Linked DNA regions of Pan troglodytes: region 1 is linked to region 2. The links are chromatin contacts, called in public Hi-C maps. All regions are on one chromosome and are shown on one strand. The core of a region is the stretch at or near the end of the contact, and the rest is flanking DNA. Distances in the headings are between cores, read along the strand shown. Region 1 holds the start of CHIT1 (chitinase 1). Region 2 holds the start of ATP2B4 (ATPase plasma membrane Ca2+ transporting 4).

Evidence for each region. A called contact is a pair of places that touch in the nucleus more often than the background predicts.
Region 1: a contact with region 2 is called in a Hi-C map of stem cell-derived neural progenitor cells, with 3 times the contacts expected there. The contact joins the promoter of CHIT1 here to the promoter of ATP2B4 in region 2. A contact is called at or near these places in 1 of 7 Hi-C or Micro-C datasets (stem cell-derived neural progenitor cells) and 1 of 1 datasets of contacts at active chromatin or transcription factors (stem cell-derived excitatory neurons).

Annotation. Positions count from the first base shown.
Region 1 is chr1:45,820,276-45,824,084 of NHGRI_mPanTro3-v2.0_pri, reverse strand. CHIT1 (chitinase 1) reads right to left here and starts at 1,992. Exons shown (of 14, transcript XM_063793548.1): 1 at 1,860-1,992; 2 at 1,276-1,481.
Region 2 is chr1:45,463,646-45,467,067 of NHGRI_mPanTro3-v2.0_pri, reverse strand. ATP2B4 (ATPase plasma membrane Ca2+ transporting 4) reads left to right here and starts at 1,497. Exons shown (of 21, transcript XM_024351060.3): 1 at 1,497-2,118.

The DNA of each region.
Region 1 (3,809 bases), core at 743-3,242, 360 kb before region 2:
ACCTAAGAAGATGCCTGGAGCCTGGAGACTTGATGGGAGTCATAGCCTTGGACTTGCCTACACACTCCTCATATTGCCCCAGCCTCAAGGGCAGACCGCCAGGACCAGATGGGAGTGGGGACAGCCCTGGCCCCTGGCCAACAGCTCTGAAAAGAAAAAGTTTCTTTGTAAGCTGCAGTAAATCCTTAGGGTTAATTGCAGCCTGAACGTTCATTTCAAAGACCTCACTTCCTGAATCCCAGGAGCATCCAGAAGAATGGCACCAAGGTGGCCCAGCCCAAAAAAGCAAGACACGAACACTGTCTCAACCTGTACGTTCTCAAGGATAAAGAGGGCCCCTACTAGCAAGACAAATGGGTGGCCCCTATGATCCTGGAGGGGCTGAGCACAGGGGAAGGATGGCATAGGAGACTCCCACCAAGAAGGTAGTGATCCTGGGGTTGGGCGCCCACTCCCTGCCAGAGAACCCAGCCTGGCCTGGCTTCAGGAGCCCTCTAACCTTCACCCTCAGGCCACTTGACCTCCACCTAAATCCAGCACTGCTCCCTGTAGGAAGGCAGGGGTGTGACTTCTTGGTAGTCTCATCTGGTCTGTCTCCCCCAGGAGTGGGAGCTCCCCGAGGGGAGGGCTGTTGCAGGCCCCTTCAGGACCTCAGTTCCTGCAGTGGTCCCCCAATTACACTTCCTCACTAAGTGTCTGAGGGAGCATTTGCCCAGCATCGCGATTCCTTTAGCCCAGAGCCCTCCCTGAGCAGGCCCAGGATATAGAAATGGTCCAGCGTTGGCCTTTGACCCGGGAGAACAGGGTGAAGGGGACACCCAGTTGCGGACTCCTGCGGGGGTCTGGGTGGGCCCAGTGACGTCAGTTCTAGTTCTCCAGTGAAGGAGACCAATTCCAGGACTGCCCCCAACTTGCTGTGTGATCCTGGGACATTTGCTTAAACTCTCTGAGCCTCATCTTTCCTTTCACACGACAGGGAGACGATCCTGCCTTTGGGAGAATGACTTGAAGTAAATCACTCTTAATCCCTAGACGGAAAGGAGGGAGCGGGAGAATTTCTGCCATCCCACGGGACTCAGCGCAGAGGAGGCGGCTCCCCCAGCTTATTAACCACAGACCAGGTGTGCACGCCCAAGCTCACCGGCAGAGGGCGCCAGGCCTCCGCTTGGTGCTCGAGCCTCGAGGCCCAGAAAAGGTAACCTGGTCCCCAGAGGTCTGAAATCGCTGATTGTGTTTATTCAAAGCCAGTCACCATTGCTCACCCGTCTGACTTACTCTGGGTGTGTGTGGACGGGCGTGCATGTGACCGCGTCTGTGCACCGGGGCTGTGCTGTGGGCTTTGTGCTGAGCCAAAGGTGGGGCTTCTCCTGTCCGCCCGGTCCTGGACTCCCGGCAGCGGCCGGCAGGGGCAGTGCTGATGCTGTAGGAGGGTCAGGAGCCACTGCCTCGTGCTCAGCCCCACGGGAGCCACTCTGTGTGCCCTGCAGCGGGGAGGACCCACAGGGTAGACCGCCTCCTTGGCCGGTGACCCCTGCAACAGAGCCGTCTCTCCGGTGCTCCTGCTCGCCAAGTCAGTGTGAGGCCCGGACAGAGGAAGCCCTGTTTGCTTCTCTGTTCAGAGGAAAGGGGCCAGGGGATTGTAAAATAGGCCTTAGGTTATTGGACAAGAAGACAAAACCAAACCAAACCAAAAGCCTGGTGAGATCACGGTCTCACCCAGACGCAAGTGATTGCTGAGGTCAAATCAGCCAGCCTGGGCTCTGATAACTGCCGGGCCAGGTGGAGCCCGTGCACAGGGGAAGGGGGTTAGCATGGCCTCTGCCTGGGGCTCCCAGCCTGAGGAGGCAATGCATCCTTACCCCAAGAGACCACTGTCTGCAGGACGATACTCCCCAGGATAGTCAGGCTGGTCTGGGAGGCAGCCTGTGGCCACACAGGGTGGAGAAGGCGAACTCAAACTGTGAAGCAGACAGGGCTCGCGGAGGCCCCTCCCATCTGCCCCGCCAGCATCCCCTTTTTGCTTCCGCACTTCCCAGAATCACCCTTTTCATAGACACTTACCGAAGGGCCACCATGTGATCATCCTTCCCAGGCTGAGGGTACAGACAGGAGCTGGCAGAGCAGGGAGGGTGCTGGGCAACCACCACAGGGTCAGGAGCCCTGGGGAAGTCTCCTGATGGTGGTAGGTGGCTGGGGGTGGGGTGGGGGTAGAGGGCTGCCAACAAAAGCTTCCAAGACCCTGAAGGAGGCAAGGCACGCTGAGTTTTAAGGAGCCAGAGGCATCATCTTATCGGGTGACAGGAGTGAGGCCCCACTGCAATGCCTGCCGTGGAGGGGCCAGTGGGCTAGGCAGGCACACACAGCAGCTGTGATAACTTTGGGCAGACCATAAGGCAGTTTACGGTTTGCTGAGTCATTTTACAAATCTTTATTCTGTGAGGTTGGTAGAAAAATGAAGCTCAGAGAGGTTAGGTAACTTGTCCCAGGACACAGAGTCAGGACTTGGGCCTGTATATCCCAAGCTCTAGCCTGAACTGGCTCCTTAGGTAGCCTCTGCCCCTCCCACTACCCCAACTCCCTGAAGCAGAACCTTGGTTAGAGCGGCAGGGCCCGTCTTGTTTTGACAGGTCTAGAACTTGTCTTTGTTTTATTTTTCAGGACACTAGAACTGGTTAACATCTACAGGCCTGGCTCACCCAACCAAACATACAGGAGGTGGGTGGATGGATAAACAATGCCACTGTGACCGCTTACAATGAGCGCCAGTTCGTTTAGAAGGCTGGTGTCAGAAATTGGCTCAAGTCATTCATTCCCTCCTGGTGATGCCGGGCAAATGCAGAACCAGGGCAAATGCAGAACCAGAGCAAATGGAGCCAGCCTTTCTCGAAGGATTTCTCAGTCTGTCAGACTGGGCTACAGAAATGTGTGACGTGCCGGGAAGTGTCAGGGAAAGTGTGGCTCAGGAGTGACCTGGGTTGTAATCTTAGCTCTACCAGTTCTTAACAACATGTCCTTGGCAGGTTGCTTAAGCCTTGGTCTGTTGTTCATCTGATACATGGAGATGATCATAGAACAACCCAGAGAGTTGCTGGGAGGAGCATACAGATGATGTGCTGTGCAATGACTAGGTCCAGGCAGATGCAACATAAACAGTAGCTCTTGCTATTACTGGACAGCTGGGTGACTTCCCTGTCTACAGAAGGTGTATTTACAATGGCCACTGTCTGCAAGCTGTTCTTCTTCACCCCGGTCAGCCCTGGGTCCTCTTACAAGCCCTTGCTATTCCTCGAGCCCTTCTCTTATCACAGTGTCTCTCCAGTCAGGCAGGTGTCAAATAATTCATTGGGCTACAATTTGATTTAGTGACATTCTTTTTTCTTTCCTTTTTTTTTTTTTTGAAACAGAGTCTAGCTCTGTTGCCCAGGCTGGAGTGCAGTGGCATGATCTTGACTCACTGCAACCTCTGCCTCCTGAGACAATAGGCACACACCATCATTCCTGGCTAATTTTTGTATTTTTTGTAGAGACGGGGTCTCACTGTGTTGCCCAGGCTGGTTCTCAAACTCCTGGGCTCAAGTGATCTACCCACCTTGGCCTCTCAAAGTGCTGAGATTGCAGGCGTGAACTCCATGCCCTGCCAACTGAGTGCCATTCTTACCTTAAGGGTGCACAGCACTCAACTTGACGGAGATGTTCTCTGGTTCCTAGAGTGGATGTGAAGATACTATATCTCACTTCCCTCAGCCACATGCCTTCCCTGAGTGACAGGTTTCCCAGGTGACAGGTTTCCAAGTCTGGGGGACCTGGGA
Region 2 (3,422 bases), core at 248-2,747:
AGCACTTTGGGAGGCCGAGGTGGGCGCATCATGAGGTCAGGAGATAGAGACCATTCTGGCTAACATGGTGAAACCCCGTCTCTACTAAAAATACAAAAGCAAAATTAGCCGGGCGTGGTGGCAGGGGCCTGTAGTCCCAGCTACTCGGGAGGCTGAGGCAGGAGAATGGCATGAACCCAGGAGGCGGAGCTTGCAGTGAGCCGAGATCACGCCACTGCACTCCAGCCTGGGCGACAGAGCAAGACTCCGTCTCAAAAAAAAAAACAAAAACCATAAAGAAAAAAGAAATAGCAGGGTAAGAAAATGAAGAGGAAAAAGAGGACCCAAATGAGAGAACATTGGGAAGGGTGCTAGTTGGACACGGGGGAAACTGGACCCCGTTTCACAACCCTGTTTCTCCATGTGCATGTGGCTCTGCTTCTTGGGGGCAGAGATGACAGCAAAGAAGGACAGGGGGTGGTGTGAGCTTTTGGGTTAGAATGATAGAATCAAAGAGGCCTTTTCCCAACCCTCTGTTTAAAAGGTTGGGAAGTAGTGGCCAGTCACCTTCTTCACAGCATAGCTCATAGCTATAACCTGTGAGATATATGTCAATGTGCCTTCCACAAGCATATAAACATGAGTGTGTTTGCTGAGGTAGGTGTGGGAATCTGTCAGTCAATGAAGATATGTTGTGTGAACCAGCTGATGGTGCATGTTTGTGCTTGAAAGCCATAAAGTTCTATGCAAAATCTATGGGTGGCACTGTTGCACAATGCTAGTGGGTGTGTGGGTATGGGGGTGTGATTAACTGTTTACAGGCTGTGTATAAGTGTGCATGGATGTCTGAGTGTGTGCAAATTAAAACGGAAATATGTGCCGGAGTATGATACAAAGTACAGGAAAGTACTCGGGCTTTGGAGTCTGTCTGACTTGGTCTTGAATCGTTGGCTCTGTCATTAGCCGGATGTATAACCTTGGGCCAGACACTCAATCTTCAATTCCCTCAACTAGAAAATGAGGTTAATAATAAGTACCTTTCAAGATTGCCATGAGGACTAGAAACGATACCATATAGACAAAGCTTTTGGTGTCATAGCCCACGCATAGCAGGACTCAAAAGTAAGCAGCTATTTTCATGCACTGTCAGTATACCTCTGATGGGTACAGGGACAAGAGGGAACAAAATGTGACCTGTATATAAGGTGTAGGGGAGGACGGGTGTGTGTGTGTGTGTGTGTTTACAAAACAATTTATTCTCCTTCTCCAAGGAACCCCCTATTCAGACAGGAGCAGGAAGGTAGGAGGGGACATACAAGTGTCCACAGACACCTCGGGTTTCTGGGTCCTGGATCTAAGTGAGTAAGGGGTTGAGAGGCCCGTAGGAGCTGCAGGAAGCCAGCCGCCTGCCCAAGCTTCCTTTTTTTTCCCCTCCGCCCAGCAACCGTTGAATACCGCCACCCACATCCACTCCCCACCTCCAGCCTCACCCCTCCTCCACCCCTACTCAGCTTTCTATTCAACAAGTGAGAGCAAGGGCGGGGAAGAAAGCCGACAGGGGAGAGGATTGCTTCCCTTTCTTTTCCCATTCCCCCTTAAGACGAACCAGGAAGTAACCGCAAGAATCGGGCCACCTTAACAGTAGAGTAATGGTTTGGCCTCGCGCCAAGTCCCACCTCTGTTCCAGCTCCTGCTCCTCCCCTCTCTCTTCCCGCACTGCTTGGGGAGAGCTGGTGAGCAGGAGTCTGGCCCGAGTTAGCTAGAGCTGTTGCCATGACAAGCATTTTCTTAAGAAAGCTCTACTGTTGAGATCGTCCAAAGCTGGGGGCTGGGAGGGGGGCACGAACTTCGTGGGGCACCATCCCTCCGAAGAGAGCAAGATCAGAGACACCCGCCCAGCTCTCCTGCACCCTTTTTCTTTTAGGAACCTGAGAGGTCCTTCCCATTGGAAGGGCAGGGGGAGGAGACCCAGCCCACTCCCCGGCCTTAGCCGGAAAGGCAAGAGAGCAAAGCCAGCGTCTCTAGCTTGGTTGCCACACTGGGGAGACTGGTGGGTGGTCACCCCACCCTACCCCCATCCATGGAAACCCGGAGGGAGAGTCCCGCCTGGAGAAACCTGGATCTTTGCTAGAAAGAGAGGTAGGCTTGCAGAGAATGAATTGACTTGTGATTTGCAAACTTTGTTTCTTTCTTTTCTCTCAAGGGCTTCTAAAACTCCCCGATTTTCCTCTTTCTAGCATATTTCATGCGACTGTGTTTGGAGGATTTTTAAAAATATGTGTGTGTGCACAGATTTGTCAAATACTGTTTTACCTATTATCAGTTCTGAGAAACCATATAGTCGAAGAAGTGATTTATCTCTCTTTTCCTAGTTCTTGTCATTCCTGGGCTATGGGGTAGGGTAATGGAGGGTTCTCTTTTTGACACCAAAATTGAGCTCTTGGAAAAAATATTTATCTCCCCTCCCTCAACCCATTCCGTTCCTGCCCTCCCCTTCCCCCCTTGGCTTGGGAATGAGACGCAGGATGGAAAACTGTTGCAAAAATATTTTCCGTGTCTGTTCCCTTTCTCGAAAGCCCAAAAGAGAGATGGAAAAAAAAAAGGAACCAAAGAAATCTTCAGCAGAAAGAGGGGCTGCAGCGGGAACTAGGAGAGGGGCACTTTGGGGCCATGGGGTGGAGGTGGGCTGGGAGAAGTTGGCAGGAGTGGGGAAGGAGAGTGCACGAATTAAATTTCTTTAGCTTTGCAGAGAAACCTCAGCAGTTTCTCTGTGCTGCTTGCAAAACATCCTCAGACTTTCACATGTATAATTAGCTGTGGAAAAAGCTGGGAGTTCCCTCGTACCGCTGTTGTTTGAGTGTGTGTGAGCGTCCAGAACCAACTGTATGAGTGTCTCCGAGGGCACCGCCCCACACATCTCTGGTCCCAAAGGGGAGGAAGGAGAAGGGTGAATTGAAAAGTTTCCGGTGTCGAGGCTGGACACTGTGGGGCTGGTGAGTGTTTGGCAGATGGGGTGGGCCACAGGCATCTGTGGAAGGATCCCTGAGCGTCTCGGGTCACTGCCTTGGCTTGCTGAAGAGCTAGGAATTAAGACTGGGATTGTCCTTCCTGCTCTCCCTTCTGTCTTTCTTTTACATACTTGGTTCGCTCTTGGTAGAGGGGGCTGCTGGCATCCTTCCCCGAGTCGAGTCTGGCCTCTTACACTCCTCTACCTCCCTGAGGGTACCCGCCGCTCTTCTCCAACTGGGTGTGGAGGGTGCAGGAGTGGCCAGCCGCATCTTGGGAGGGGAGTGGGCACTCTGCTGCCAGAGGCACCTCCCTCCTGGGCATTCCTGCCGGACTTAACAATAACTTGCAGACGCGATGCCGGCGCCTGCTGGCCGGGCAGGGGGAATGTCAGATGAAGAAATAGGCCGGTACTCAACTGAGGCCCCTGTGGAGAG